3 separate regions of the Mus musculus genome follow, and all the other regions are linked to region 2. Evidence: chromatin contacts called from public HiChIP or PLAC-seq and capture Hi-C data. All regions are on one chromosome and are shown on one strand. Each heading gives the region's core, a stretch centred on a gene start, on an enhancer-like site or on the middle of the called end of the contact. The rest is flanking DNA. Distances are from core to core; before and after follow the strand shown.

Region 1 (4,559 bases), core at 1,309-3,808, 2.0 Mb before region 2:
CACATGAAAATCTGTTGTAGTTCCATTCACAGAAAGGATTATATACTGGATCACTTGCCTTTTCATCAGAGCGGGGGTGGGGGGGAGGTCTGACTGGCCACAAACACTATTTCTGGAGTCTTTATTCCCTTACTGTGACCTATATATCTACCTTCTCTCGAACTTTCAAAGTAGTTCGAATCCTGCAACTTTTCTGTTTTTGAAGCTGTTTTGGCTTTGCTGGTTGTTGCTTTTTTGATCCATATATTAGAATAAGCTTATTGATTCCCAATAATGCTAGAATTGAACTTGTGTTGAATCTATATCTCAGTTTAGAAATACTATCTTAACAGTATTGATATCACATTATGAATGACATCTTAACAAGGGTTCTTCAGTCCATGAATGTTATCTTTTCATTTAAGTCTTCTTGGACTACTTTCATTGTTGGCCAAATTATTTATTTTCCTTATTCTCGATATCTACACACACTACTTTTCTCACAATGGTACATTATTGGTTGTAAAAACGTTTTGCTCTCTTAATTTCATACTCATCAAAATTTTATCTTGATAGAATTAAAGAACATTAGAGCGCTATATTTACAACACAACATAGAATGTGTCTAGATTTGTTTTAAGAGTAGAGGCTCCAGGTCCAAAGAGCTCACTTTGATGTCCCTGTTTCTTTGTGGGGAATACATACACTAATGGTTTCTGTTCTTGTTTATATATATATCCCTTGCTAAGGCTGCAGTGGTGACTTCTCCTTGACTTTGGTTAAGCTTCTCATCATTCATGTTACTGTCTTCAAAAAAGATGCTTATAAATGTACCCTATTTGCAGACTGTAGATAGATATAATCAAATTAACATGAAGTTATAACTGAAATAAGATAGGTCCTCAATCCAATATGACTGGTGTACTGTTAAAAAGACACGGGGCTCTGAGGGACCGTTCAGGAGATAAAGGTGCCCACTGCTGAGCCTGACAACCCGAGTTTACTTTCCCAGAACCCACAAGGTGGAAGGAGAAGACAGACTCCTGCAATTGTCCTCTGACCTCCACTACGGTACTGTGGCATGAGTGGACCTTACCTATCCTCCCCAAACAAAACAAAATTCTCTAAGGTTGTTTTCAAACTGGTGATTTCCCAACCCTAGTACAGCATGCAATTAATTACGGGCATGCACCAACATACATGGCCATTTCATTCTCCTCTCTAATAATTTTGTGCATACACATTGCAGTGTTGGAAAGTACCTACAGAGAAACACTGATCCCTACACACCATCCTTGAAGAACATCTGGTCAGGATGATTGCCTTATGAACGGAAAGGCAACAATCTTAGGCTTATTCGGGATCGAAAATGTTAAAGCCTTGAAAACTAAGGAAGGCACAACTCAAATACTGGCTTCTCAAGAGATGCAGGAGATGTACTTTCCTTTCTGATTAATTAAACTTGAGAGATGTCTGAGAACCGAATACAAACCAGGAATGATAATCTCCAGGTTTTAGAGATTAAGAAGAAGTAGATGAAACAAACATGCTTTGTAGTTATCTGAAATGGCATTCATTCATTTTGTTTGTTTGTTTTGGAGATTTTAAAAGTTATTTTAATAAGGCTTGAGCATGAGGGTTAGGAGAAAGGCACTCAGGAGAGGGCCAGACGCACAAGCGTGGCTATGGGCTTCTCAAGGAAGTTGCTTTGATGAATGCTTTTAAGACTGACATTTTTATATTTAACCACAAGGAACTCAAAACGTGCACATTCACTAAAATGATGATTGCTGCATAGCAATACTTAAGTGAATCGGACAAATAGAAGTATGTGGTCAAGTGGTGGTCAACGTCTTAGAAATCCAACAGAGATTACTCATGAATGACCCGAGTTTTGGGAATGGGAACCTACCGAATTTTCAAGATTCTATTTCAGTTAGCTTTAATAAACTAGGTAAGCAAAGTATTCTGAATAAGGTTTAATTTTGTTACCCCAGAATTACTTAAAGTATTTCTTTTGCATACAACTGTTCAGCCATTACATGAACTACTTTCATAATATACTTCTTTTATGGGTAGAAAAAAAAAAAAAAGAGTAACAAAAAAAAAAAAAATCAAAGATTTCCACGTGGGGTAGAGGCTTCAAAAGAAAAAAATTATTATCTTTAAAAATGAATTTTGAGACCGATCGGCAAAACTGCTGAGTAGAAACAGTTGGTACACGGGCCGGCTTTACAAGTAAGAGCGAGTGCAAAATTATATACATGATGACTGGCGATGAGGAGAGCCATCCCGTAGGAAGTTGGGGCCGGGTGTCGGCCTGCTCAGCGGCGGCAGGCCCTGAACCGACCCGCTCCCCGCTCTCGGGCCTCCGCTGCCCGAGCGCCCCTGCTCGGCCCAGCGCACTCACCGAGAGCTCCCCACGCTGCCCGAGGGCGGGAGGCGGCACAGCGCGGACAGGGAAGCGCGCGAGGAGACGCGACGGACACCGAACCCGAGCGGGACCCCTGCAGCCGCTAAGTTCCAAACCCTTGGAGCCGCAGAGCCGGGCAGCACGCATCTTGCCCCACAGCCACTTCCGGAAGCTCTCTAGGAAGCTCGGAGGTCTGACAGCTCTATGGTAGGCCAGCAAAAGGACCGAGCGCCCTCAGCTACACCAGGTGGAGGGCGGCTATGCGGGACATCCTGAGGAGTGACATAGCTTTAAGTCACCTAAGCTTTTGTCTGGCCAGCCTCGGGCTTCAGGTGACAAGTTTAAGAGTTGGGTGGCTGATCACAGATCCAGAGGCCTGCGCTGGGCTCAGGAGTATACTTAACGGATTTCTCTTTATTCTTCTTAGTTACCTTGTGCTTTCCCATTAATGCTTCATGATTACTCCAAATTCCCAACTTTCACTGCGTATTGAAGAATTTAAACCTTTGTAGTTCCTAGGAACAGTAGTATATTTATAAAGTTCCTACTGACCATTGCTTTCTCTTTGACTATGAGTGTTCTCATCCTCCAGATACTTATGGTTGGAAACAACAAAACGTCTACAAAATAACCAGACCCCTAACTTAAAATTTAAATAGAAAATTGGTGGAAAACAATGAACATTGGTTTACTTTTTAATGTCAAAGACAACTTTTATCTGTTTCAACTTGTTGAGATAGAGTTGGTGAATCTCATTCTCATCTCGAGGAAATGAGGCAGAGGACATGTGAATGTCTTACCTAGTGTCATATAAACGAATGGACAAGCAAAGAACTAGAACAGAAGGGAGAAGTCATATTCAGCCAGGAATTGCCAAGCTTGGGTCACAAGTGAACACAATAGACAGGGTTACATTTTGTTGTTTTGCTAGTTTAGATCAAGTCTCTCTGTAGCCCTAGCTGGCCGCAGGGCAAACTTCCTGCCTCACCTTCCCAAGTGTTGGGATTAAAAGCATAAATCAAGTGATTATAAATTTGGGATTATAAAATTGGTATTATAAATGTAAGTCAATACAAATAGGTTAAAGCCTTCTGAAGTTGATTCCTCTTTCAAAACAACTAAATTAGAAATAAAAGAATATTTGACTCATATTCTTTGATTCAAGTTTTTAAATGATGATTGAAGTTTTGCCCACATTATGGGCACTCGTGGTCTCTAAGGTAGATTCTGTCTATTAATCCTGAGCACTAAGTAATTTTTGGTACTGTTCTCTTTTTAGTAGAACTAATTTACTCTATAAATTCTCTGATACCTAGTTAGAGCCTAACTTATACAGGCTTTCCACACTTTATGTACCCATAGGGTTTTAGCCTATATGGATTCTCTGATGTTTAATAACACCTCTGTGCCCACTGAGATCTTTCCCATACTCTATGTTTATAGGACTTCAGTGTGTGTTCTATAATTTCCAACAAGATGTTCTTGTTGAATGAAGGTTTTTCTGCATTTATTACATGTACTGGCTGGTTCTGTGTGTCAACTTGACATAAATTAGATTCATCAGAGAGGAAAGAGCCTCAGTTGAGAAGATGCCTCCATGAGATCCAGCTGTAGGTCATTTTTTCAATTGGTGATCAATGGAGGAGGGCACAGTCTATTCTGGGTGATGCCATCCATGGATGATAGTCCTGGTTCTATAAGAGCGAAGGCTGGACAAAGCAGGGGAAGCAAGACAGTAAACAGCCTTCTCCATAGCCTCTGCATCTACTCCTGACTCCAGGTCTGCTTGAGTCCCTGTCCTGACTTCCTCCAATGATGGACTATGATCTAGAAGTGTAAGCCAAATAAACCCTTTCCTCTCCAATTTGCTTTTTGGTCATGGTGTTTCATCATAGCAATACAACCCTATACAAATTGGTACTGGGTATAGGGTATTGCTGTGACAGACCTGATTATGTTTAGGGGGAGAAATGTGGAAGGACTGGACATTTGGGCTAGAAGGACCATTGATTGTTGAAACCTCAGTGTTCTGTAGGAGCTTGGAAGACAAGAATGTTGGAAGCAGTGCTGAAGACAGAGGCTTGGAATTTCCCTCTGAAATTCCAGAGGGAAGATTAAAGATTCTATCAGGGCCAGTTGCTGTTTTGATGTAAGATTCTGTGGTTAG
Region 2 (4,905 bases), core at 1,196-3,695:
GTCTCAGTGACCTGTTCTAAAACTGAAGAGCCCCGTGTGACTGTTTGTTACTATATGACTAACTATTATTATTATTTTTGCTTCTGTAACTGGCTTACACAGATACCCAAAGATGGCATTGAGTTGGCTTAACCACTTGACTTGGCAGAACAGAACAGCTTTTGCTTGCTTGTATAGATATTAAAGGTCTTGTTATTTTCCCCCTTGAAACTCCTCTTCCCATAGCCTTCCTTCATGGCAATCTCACAGTTAGCTCAGAGATTGTATGTATTGCACTTTGTAATTATAATCAGATTGACTGTATGGTCTTTCCCCAGTGGCTGCACACTCCATAACACTGGGGCAAGGCTATGGGAGCAGAACTTCTCTATTTAATGTTCAGTTCTGTGGGTAAGGGCCATGGTAATGACCCTTAGCCATACACTGAAAATGACAATTCGGGAATGTCCTCATAGCTCCTGGGTAGTAATTTTATTCTCCATCCCTGAAGCAGGGAGTGACTGTGACCCATGCTGGCAGTGTACTTAATGTAGCATTTAATTTATGACCAGTAAGCATGTGGTCACCAGGCAACCAGTTCCCTGGAACTATTCGAACTCCTGTTGAACAGACAGTACTAGACTGCCATAGCTGATGCACACTCCTGTGGCTTTCAGCTGGAGTGATGGATGTCTGACACCATGGAGGAGAGGACAAGAGAGCCTTCTCCAGTCTTCTCCTTCGTGACAGTCTTTTCCTGTATTGTAGTCTTTCCTGTAATCCTAACTACACACGCATGTAGTTACGGAAGGACTTCCCCAAGTCACTGAACTGGTGGGTAGTTATGGGGCTGAGATCAATTTTATTCTTGCAGCTCATAAAGTAGTTCTTAAAAAAAATTTTCACTTTTTTTTTTTTTTTTTTGGTTTGAAGCAAAAAAAAAAAAAAAAAAAAAAAAGGCTGATCTTTACCTTTAACCCCCTCTGAGAAGAAATAAAGTCTTCCATCTCTACAGCCTAACAGGAGAGAGGCCTTTGGATTTCTGTTTTCTGATCCAGTGAAAAACTATTTTAAGAAGACACAGTACAGCTTGTTGGCAGAGGCAAGAGGAGCATTTCAAGGTCACTCAAAACAAAGTAACCCAAAATATCTGTACTGATTCTAGACTACTTACTATGTTTTTTTTGTGTTTTAACTTCTAGGACAGTGTGACATATAAAATTTGAACAGGAATCTTTACTGTGAGAGAAATAAAAAAAGACAGTGAGTACAAAACTTGAAAAATAAGCGTAGAGAATAGCAATAGCTTAGCAAAGATTTATCTTTGTGAAAGTGGAGACTAATGTCGGTAGCAGAAGTGGTTTTCTCAGTCAGACTTCAACTGAAGACCCCCACATCCTCCCTTAACTACACACACTTTTCTCAAAACACTACCTATTGTTGTCAAGATTAAGACTCTAGTAATTGCAAAGAATATCTATAGGGACTGATCAATGAATGTATTCCTACCACCAGACCCTTGAAAAATAAGGCTTTATGAATTATGTATAGAAGAAACTGAGCTCTGTTCCTCCACTCTTACACTTGTATTCACCTTCGTGTAGTGATTTTAGGTTTTATTGGGCAAAATAAATCTGACTTATTACCAAGAGAACACATGAGTTACCACTTGAGCGTCCATGTAAAAGTTCCAGTTCCGTTTTGCAGAGATCGATTTACCTCACGAACTTAACTTTAGGAGGAGGGAAAAAAGAAAAAAAAAAGTCCAGATAGCAGAGGATGGTTTCGATCCATCGACCTCTGGGTTATGGGCCCAGCACGCTTCCGCTGCGCCACTCTGCTACTTAAAGAGAGCCTTTCAAAATATTATACTTAACTTTATTTGCAGTTGGTGTTTCTCTACTTCATACAAAGGCCTGCAGGAAGGCACCTTCTAATTTTTGTCTACCTAAAGGCTAATATTTGTTGGGAATAATGTCGCTAATGAGTCAAAGAGAAAGCAAAATTTGGACTAGATCAGTAAACATTAACATACTAGTAAGTAATTCGACAAAGGAGAAAACAATACAGCGCGTCTTAGTGACCAACCACGCATTTACCTGCGCGAAGAGTTTGGGATCAGGTTTGTCCTTAAGTCGAGATAGTGGAAGAAATGGTGCTATTTTCTCCAGTGTTTAGTCCTTTACAGCCGAAAATAAAAACATGGGAAGCGAGACCTCCACATCAGTATTTGTGATCGCTTGGCTCACCAAAGATCTCCTGTCTTTCTAAATTTGTTACAAGTGACAAATATGTATTGCTAAAGAAACTGTTTAGTCTGAACTCGTTAAAATGGCCGGGAAGTCCGGAATGGGGACAAAGGACCCAGCTCAAGGAGCGAGTACAACGAACGTTGGTGACGTCACTAGGCATTGCCCATGCCAGGGGCGGGGCCATTGCAGGGGGTTTCAGTCTTCAATCAGGTCCGAAAACACTGCATATAAGTAATGTGCCTGTGCCTTCCACTCTGTTGAGGTTTTTTCTTCAGCAAGTACACCATGTCTGGTCGTGGCAAGGGCGGTAAAGGTCTTGGCAAAGGCGGCGCCAAGCGCCACCGCAAAGTGCTGCGTGACAACATCCAGGGCATCACGAAGCCCGCCATCCGCCGCCTGGCCCGGCGCGGGGGAGTGAAGCGCATCTCCGGCCTCATCTACGAGGAGACCCGCGGTGTGCTGAAGGTGTTCCTGGAGAACGTGATCCGCGACGCCGTCACCTACACGGAGCACGCCAAGCGCAAGACCGTCACCGCCATGGACGTGGTCTACGCGCTCAAGCGCCAGGGCCGCACCCTCTACGGATTCGGCGGTTAAGCGAATCTTGCTTCTGACCTACAAAACCAAAGGCCCTTTTCAGGGCCGCCCACATTTTCTTATTAAAAGAGCGAACATGTGTTTTACGTTTTGAAATGATTGTGCAACGTTAGCAGCGTTGTGTAAGTACGTTAATCGACTCACTATTCAGGTATTTACAATCCAGGTTGGCAAATTCTTAAATTATATTCGGGCAGCGTGCATTTATTGAAGTAGGAAGTATAAAGTTTTTTGTTTATATGGTGCAGGTTGCAAGGACAAAGCGCGAGAGCTAGCGGCTGCGCAGTTTGGGACTAGAGCGTGGGGCGGGCCTGAGTGCACAGCACCGACGGTGGTTGGCTGTTTCTGTGCTTTGGAGCGTCTGCGCAGACTGCGGAAATCCGGCGTGTCCTGGAGACCCATGCAGTGTGGGCTTTTCTGGCACTCACGGTGGAGAGGTGTTTACTAAAAAAGGAATGTTTCATTAAGGTTGGGCATTAGATAAAGTATTAAAAAACTGGTAGTTCTAATATGCAACTTTATGGGAACGTCCCGATTGTTAACATGTAGGAGTGCATTCGTGATGGATGTTTTAATAAAATCTAAGTCAGTATAGGCAGTTTTGATATTTTCGATGTGGTCTAAGTGTATCTTCAGGAATTTGGTTTCAGCCAAGAGTGATAAGATTTTAGAGTACTGTACACCGAAAGTTTGGGGCTAAATGTCTCCAAAAACAAAACAAAACGAAAACAAAGAAACCCCCCAAAAGTCAAAAGAAAAACTCGACAGAAAAGATGCTTTTCTTCATGGCCAGCAATCTACTTGTATGATTATACTATGAAATCACAGAAATTCAGGGTGTTAATGTGATGTTTATTTAACACTTTGTGTGTGTTACTAGGTGAATGAACAGTTTACAGGATTTTGGGTCTCCTTCCACCGAGGGATCCAACTCAGCTTAACAGGTTTTGCAGAAATACTTTTCCTCATTGTTCAGCCTTCTGACTGTTTCTCGTCATCGTCATCATGATACCACCACCACTTTTTTTTCTTTTTCTTTTTTGAGACCGTGTTTCTCTGGGTAGCACTAGATGCCCTTGAACTCTGTGGACCCGGCTGGCCTCGAACTCCAGATATACCCTTGCCTCTGCCTCCCGAGTGCTGGGATTAAAGACCTACCCCAGCACCTCCTGTTTCTCATCTTTACTTTTAAAGATTAGGGTTTCTGTGGGTAAGCGAAAAGTATCATATACTAATGGAGGTTAAGAAGTTGTTTGAAGAAGAAAATAATCTGAGGCTTGAAAAGAGTAATCTGAACACAACATGTGTCAGCAACTGTTCTGAGTTCTGGAATTTATAAGTATGAATAATTTAAATGTATATGGGTGTTTGTGCACCATGTGCCCAAGAAGGCTAGAAGAGGGTGCTAGATCCCCTGAAACTGGGGTTTAAGGCAGTAGTGAGCCACTATGTATGTGCTGGGATGGGCCTCAGGTGCTCTGGAAAAGCAGCCAGTGCTCTTAATGAGTGAGTGAAGGGTTCCTTGTTCATTTTGTTGGAGTTTGCTCTCATTGAGGTGGGAACTACGGTAGGGGTTTGAGCTGAGAACAGGCAAGACCTGAGTTAAATGTCAAAACAATGAATATAGATGTTTGATGAAAACTAGTGTCAAGGAAAAGTAGTAAGGAGGCTTCTACAACTATTCAGTTTGCGGAGGACATTGGTTTGGATCAGTGGTCTGGGCTATGAAAAATAGGTTCTGTGTATGGTTTTGCAGGTTTAAGGTCTACCTTTAAACAATTTTAATTTTAATTTGACCAAAAATGGGACTATGGGCAATATTAAAAGTATTGAAGGTTGGAGCTAGAGGTGCCTTGATGGTAGTTTACTGCTTTTGCAGAGGACCAGAGTTCAGTGCTCACTATCTATTTGGGTGGCTCACACCAGTTCCAGAGGATCTATACATACAAAGACATGCACATACTTAAAAATAACTCTTTAAGAGAAAGTATTAAAATTAAGAGAACAGTTCTCTGTATAATTTTAAATATAGTCTTCAGCCTACTCAAATACTAGGCTGAATGCAACCCAGACGCTA
Region 3 (4,716 bases), core at 1,136-3,635, 1.8 Mb before region 2:
GACTCTGAAAGAGCTATATAGCCACGTGAGTGAGAGTCCCATTGGGGGTTTCCTTGGCCACTTGGTATAGTGGCTTAGCCATAATAGTAACACTGGGGATTCAATGTCTGAAGAACCAGGTCACAAAAATGAAAGAATCTGATCACAACCATTGGGGGCTGTAGGTCCCTCAGAGGCCACACACAGTTGCAGATAAGGGTCTTAGAGCCCTGGCTAAGTTGAATCCCCAAGTATATTATGGCAGAAGAGCACAGTTGACTTTAGACACGAGATGCTGCGGTGTCTTAGGGTTTCTGCTGCTGTGACCAAAACACAAGTTGGGGGGAAGGGTGTTTATTTGGCTTACACACCCAGATCACAGTCCATCATTGGAGGAAGTCAGGACAGGAACTCAAGCAGGGCTGAGGGCAGGAGCTAATGAAGAAGCCATGGAGGGGTGCTGCTTACTGGCTTGCTTCTCATGGATTGCTAAGCCTGCCTTCTTATAGAACCCAGGACTACCAGCCCAGGGATGACACCACACAGAATGGTCTGGGCCCTCCCCAACCTATCACTAATTGAGAAAATGCCTTACAGCTCTATCCTATGGAGGCATTTTCTCAACTGAAGCCACTTCCTTTCTGATGACTCTAGCTTGTGTCAAGCTGACACACAAAAGCAACACAATTGCTCCTTGTCAACTTGACTCACAAGCACAGCACTATCAATCGTCCACTAGATGGGTCTGGTCTGCTTGCTGGCTGGCACACATTCACACTGTGTGAGAGTGAGAGTGGAGGCCTGGATGATATAAAGGTCGTGCCTCATGTTAATGACTGGCGAAGGGACCGGAACGCCTTAACACTGGCAGACCGGTTGACAGAGAAGGATCCTAGCAGTTTTTCAATCTGGGGAGGTCTTGAGGAGGAAAAGGAACATGAACTCAACAACACCCTCAACTCCAACTGCTTCCTGGAGAGGGCAGAAGGGAGCACAGGTTTGGTGGGACCCTGTATAAGAGGCTACAGGGGAGATTCCAGGGGTAGTAGGCCAGTGTGGATGGGGCCAGGGTGTGGGTGTCAGCAACGAAGTAGAGGCAGGAAGCAGAGTAGGCAGGGAGGGTGGAAGTGGATAAAGGGGAGAGGGTTAACCTATAAGTGGAACCTGTAAAGAAGAAGGAGGAGCAGGGAGGAGGGGAAGAAGGTGGGTAAGGGGAAGAGGCTAATTGTGCATGGCCTTTAGCTCAGAGGGGAAGACAGAAGGCATTGGTATAGGCAAGAAGACTTCAGTAAGCAGAGTATGTGATTTTTGGGGGGGGGGGGTGGGGGAGGTGGGGTGGGATTGGGAAAGGATTAGGTGGAATAGGAGAAAGGCCTGGGTGCAGAGAAGAAGGCTGTCCACTAGACAAAGCACTTAGTGTGTAGGAGGGGGAGAGAAGAAGAGAAGGGGTGGAGACCCAGTGATTCAGATGACGGTTGCTCGAGGTCTGAGTCCCTGTATGTCTGAAAATGCTGCAACCTTGGCCTAAGCCATCGAGCACTACAGACGGAGGGACAAGAATTCAGTTCCCCCAAAACGTGAACAAAGGGAGTCCAGACCATTCTTAAACCAGCAGAAAATTTCAAGATCACGAAGGATGTTATAGTCAAGAGTGCCCTCTAGTGGCCATCCAGACGGGTCAGCGTGTACTGAGGGCAGACCAAAGAACAAAGGAAAGTCAGGCATTTTGGATTCCAGCCCACTTTGGATAAATTTTGAAGTAGGCACCCCAAGGGCGACTGAGATAGTGTTTAGACCCTGTCTTGCCCTTTTCCAAGCCAGGGTTGGTTGCCAGAAACTCTTAGGTGAGGGTGATGACATGTTAGCCTGAAGTTTTCTCCAAGCATATGGGGTTGAGGGAAGGACAGCAGACAGGGTTTCCCAGATTGTGTGGTGTGAGCAGGGGTCCAAGCAAACTGTGAACTGAAATCGGCTTAAAGGTTTCTATAAATTCTTATAAACATATTAAAATGGCCTTTTGGAAGTTTGAACTAAAAAAAAAAATTGAAATGCGGTTACAATAGAGAAGGAACACAAGGTAATTCAGAGCACGGTTTGCACGGTGGAAAGTGTGTACTGAGCACCAAAGCGCCTTAGCAGCCGCCTGCAGTGTCCTCTCTGGACGGGGTTACCGGTTGTTAAGGGGCCGCTTGGCTTTCTGTATTTTGTGCAATCAGTGTACTGATTGTGCGCTCGATTCTCCAAACTCTTAAAAGGGCGTGAGGAGCTAGTTCCCTCAGAAAGCACAGACAGGGAAACAAAAGGCGCCCTTTTTCTTTTTGGTAAGTCTTCCCCTCCCCCACGGCCGCGGGCGCAACTTCCCGCCTCCTCCCTGCAGGTTCTCATTTCGGTCCGCCCGCTACAGTATAAAAAGACGGCGCTCAGGCTCCCGGTCAGCATCTCTGTTCTGAGCTGTCCTGAGTGCAGTCATGTCTGGCAGAGGTAAGGGCGGGAAAGGGCTCGGTAAAGGTGGCGCTAAGCGCCACCGCAAAGTGCTGCGCGACAACATCCAGGGCATCACGAAGCCCGCCATCCGCCGCCTGGCCCGGCGCGGGGGAGTGAAGCGCATCTCCGGCCTCATCTACGAGGAGACCCGCGGTGTGCTGAAGGTGTTCCTGGAGAACGTGATCCGCGACGCCGTCACCTACACGGAGCACGCCAAGCGCAAGACCGTCACCGCCATGGACGTGGTCTACGCGCTCAAGCGCCAGGGCCGCACCCTCTACGGGTTCGGCGGCTAAGCTGCTCGCTTACACTATATTTCCCTAAAGGTCCTTTTCAGGACCACCACATCTTTTACAGAAGAGCTGACGCTTGTTAACTGAGAACTGGAGTGAAAACGGCTCGTAACAGGTTGTCCAATCAGAACGAACATGTATGTGCTTAATTTGCATGCGGAACAATGCTAGGAAAGCTGAATAGTCCTGTCAAGTGGTGAGTTCACTAGGTGTTCACATGGTTTCACTCTTTTTATTTGTTCTAGGCAGTTTTATTATACTTGCCCATTTTTCTGCTTCCACCTCTTAAGGATGCTTCCCTACTTAAGTCATTTCATACCTTGCGACAGACCACTTAAGTTCAGGATTTGTACATTCAGTTGTGTAGAATGAGGTTGATCTGGCTTTATAAACTATGCTGTCTCGGATGCAATAAAATTCTGAATAAAACTGCCAATATGGGGGAGGTGTGAATTTCTGAATTGAGTTTTTATAAGCCATAAAACTTTAATTAATAAATCATAAAACGGCCAAGAGTCAACAGTTAATGAAGGTACACTGTTACTACGTTTACACTTCCACATAAATGTCAATAGAAACAATTTAAGTTGTCCAATGCTTGCGTTTAGTCTGTTCCACATGGGAGAGAGCATGTGGTTTTGCTTAATACACATTCTAATTCCATGTATTTTCCTGCATGTTTTATGACTTCATTTTTCTTTAGAGATGAGTAATATTTATGTATGTTTGCTTGATTAACAAATTTTTCATTATCCATTTCTCTGTAGATGGGCAACTAGGTTGATTCCAATTCTTTGTTATTGTGAATAAAGCAGTAATTAACATTGAGGTAAAAAAATATCTCTATGATTCTCTATATTCTTTGAATATATGCTCAGGTTTAAAATAACTTTGTCATATTGGAGTTCTATTTTTAATTTTTTGAGAATATCCGAACTGATTTCCACAGTGGCTGTATTGATTTGTACCCCACCCCGCACCCCAATACCAGTAAATCAGAGTTCCCTCCACATCCTTGCCAACATTTGTTGATGGCTTTCATCCTAACTGAAGTGGTATCTCAAACCACTTCACACATTAAATAGTTTTAATTTGCATATCCCTGATGTCTTGGATTATTGTTGAGCACTTAACAATAGTCACTGACCACTTACCTTTGTTTTGAAAACTATTGATTCAAGTTATGTGCTGATCAGCAGCTTCATTTTTCTAGCATTCACTTCCTGAGTTCTTTGTAAATCCTGGACATAATCTCCAGTCTTATACAGAGCTAGCCTAGATTTGATCCCATTTTGTAGGTTGTCCATTTGCTGTTCTGATTGTTTGCTTTGCAGTAGAGAAACTTTTCATGTTATACCATCTGTTGAAACTTGACCTTAGATCCTGTGCTGTTTTTATTCTATTTAAAAATTTTTCCCTACCACAGTATCTTCAGGGGCATTCCCTTTGTGTTCTTCTAAAAGTTTAAATGTTTCAGGGCTTTGACCCATTTTGAACTGAGTTTTTCACAAGATGAAAGATACAAATTCATTTCCAGTCTTCCACAGTCAGAAATCCAGTTCTACCAGCAATGTTGGCCAGGCTTTCCCCAAAGCATGTTTTTCCCACTTTAGGACAAAAATTAGGTGGGTATAGCTTTGCCTTTTTATTTCTAGGTCCTCTATTCTATTCCACTGGATTTTCTGCTTTTTGTTGTTGTTGTTGTTGTTGTTGTTGTTGTTTTTAATTCCAGCACCAGGCTGTCTCTATCACTATAGCTCTATGTACAACTTGAGGTAAGGTGATGACATTAGCGTTCTTCTTACTCATTACAATTGCTTTGGCTCTTTTTTGTTTCTATTGGATTTTTGCATTATTTTTTCTAAGCTTGTAAAATGTGACATGGACAGTTTCATAGGTATTGCATTAATTCTGTATATTAATTGTAGATATTTTATAGTATTATTTCTGTATAAAAATT

What was found. HiChIP or PLAC-seq counts read pairs in DNA pulled down with a chosen protein or histone mark. Capture Hi-C pulls out chosen DNA fragments and counts their contacts.
Region 1: a capture Hi-C map of macrophages shows a contact between it and region 2, with 5 times the contacts expected there. The contact joins the promoter of Zkscan8 here to the promoter of H4c8 in region 2. A contact is called at or near these places in 4 of 39 promoter capture datasets (the 3T3-L1 cell line, cranial neural crest, hippocampal neurons and 1 more), 2 of 484 Hi-C or Micro-C datasets (B cells and olfactory sensory neurons), 1 of 115 datasets of contacts at active chromatin or transcription factors (astrocytes) and 2 of 9 other capture datasets (liver and macrophages).
Region 3: an H3K4me3 HiChIP or PLAC-seq map of pro-B cells shows a contact between it and region 2, with 14 times the contacts expected there. The contact joins the promoter of H4c11 here to the promoter of H4c8 in region 2. A contact is called at or near these places in 12 of 39 promoter capture datasets (the HPC-7 cell line, cranial neural crest, embryonic stem cells and 7 more), 18 of 484 Hi-C or Micro-C datasets (B cells, DN3 thymocytes, the STO cell line and 11 more), 18 of 115 datasets of contacts at active chromatin or transcription factors (T-cell acute lymphoblastic leukemia, VIP interneurons, acute myeloid leukemia and 12 more) and 4 of 9 other capture datasets (adipose tissue, liver, macrophages and 1 more).

What each region holds. Positions count from the first base shown.
Region 1 is chr13:21,528,556-21,533,114 of GRCm38.p6, forward strand. It overlaps Zkscan8 (zinc finger with KRAB and SCAN domains 8), which reads right to left and starts at 2,559. Exons shown (of 6, transcript NM_139141.4): 1 at 2,390-2,559. Gm32724 (a long non-coding RNA gene) reads left to right here and starts at 2,514. Exons shown (of 5, transcript XR_001780870.1): 1 at 2,514-2,599.
Region 2 is chr13:23,528,599-23,533,503 of GRCm38.p6, forward strand. It overlaps H4c8 (H4 clustered histone 8), which reads left to right and starts at 2,446. Exons shown (of 1, transcript NM_153173.4): 1 at 2,446-2,880. The coding sequence starts at 2,517. The coding sequence ends at 2,828. Gm11335 (predicted gene 11335) reads right to left here and starts at 2,330. Exons shown (of 2, transcript NR_167693.1): 1 at 2,079-2,330. It overlaps n-TMcat9 (a tRNA gene), which reads right to left and starts at 1,821; the gene lies at 1,750-1,821.
Region 3 is chr13:21,732,649-21,737,364 of GRCm38.p6, forward strand. H4c11 (H4 clustered histone 11) reads left to right here and starts at 2,386. Exons shown (of 1, transcript NM_178210.2): 1 at 2,386-2,808. The coding sequence starts at 2,448. The coding sequence ends at 2,759.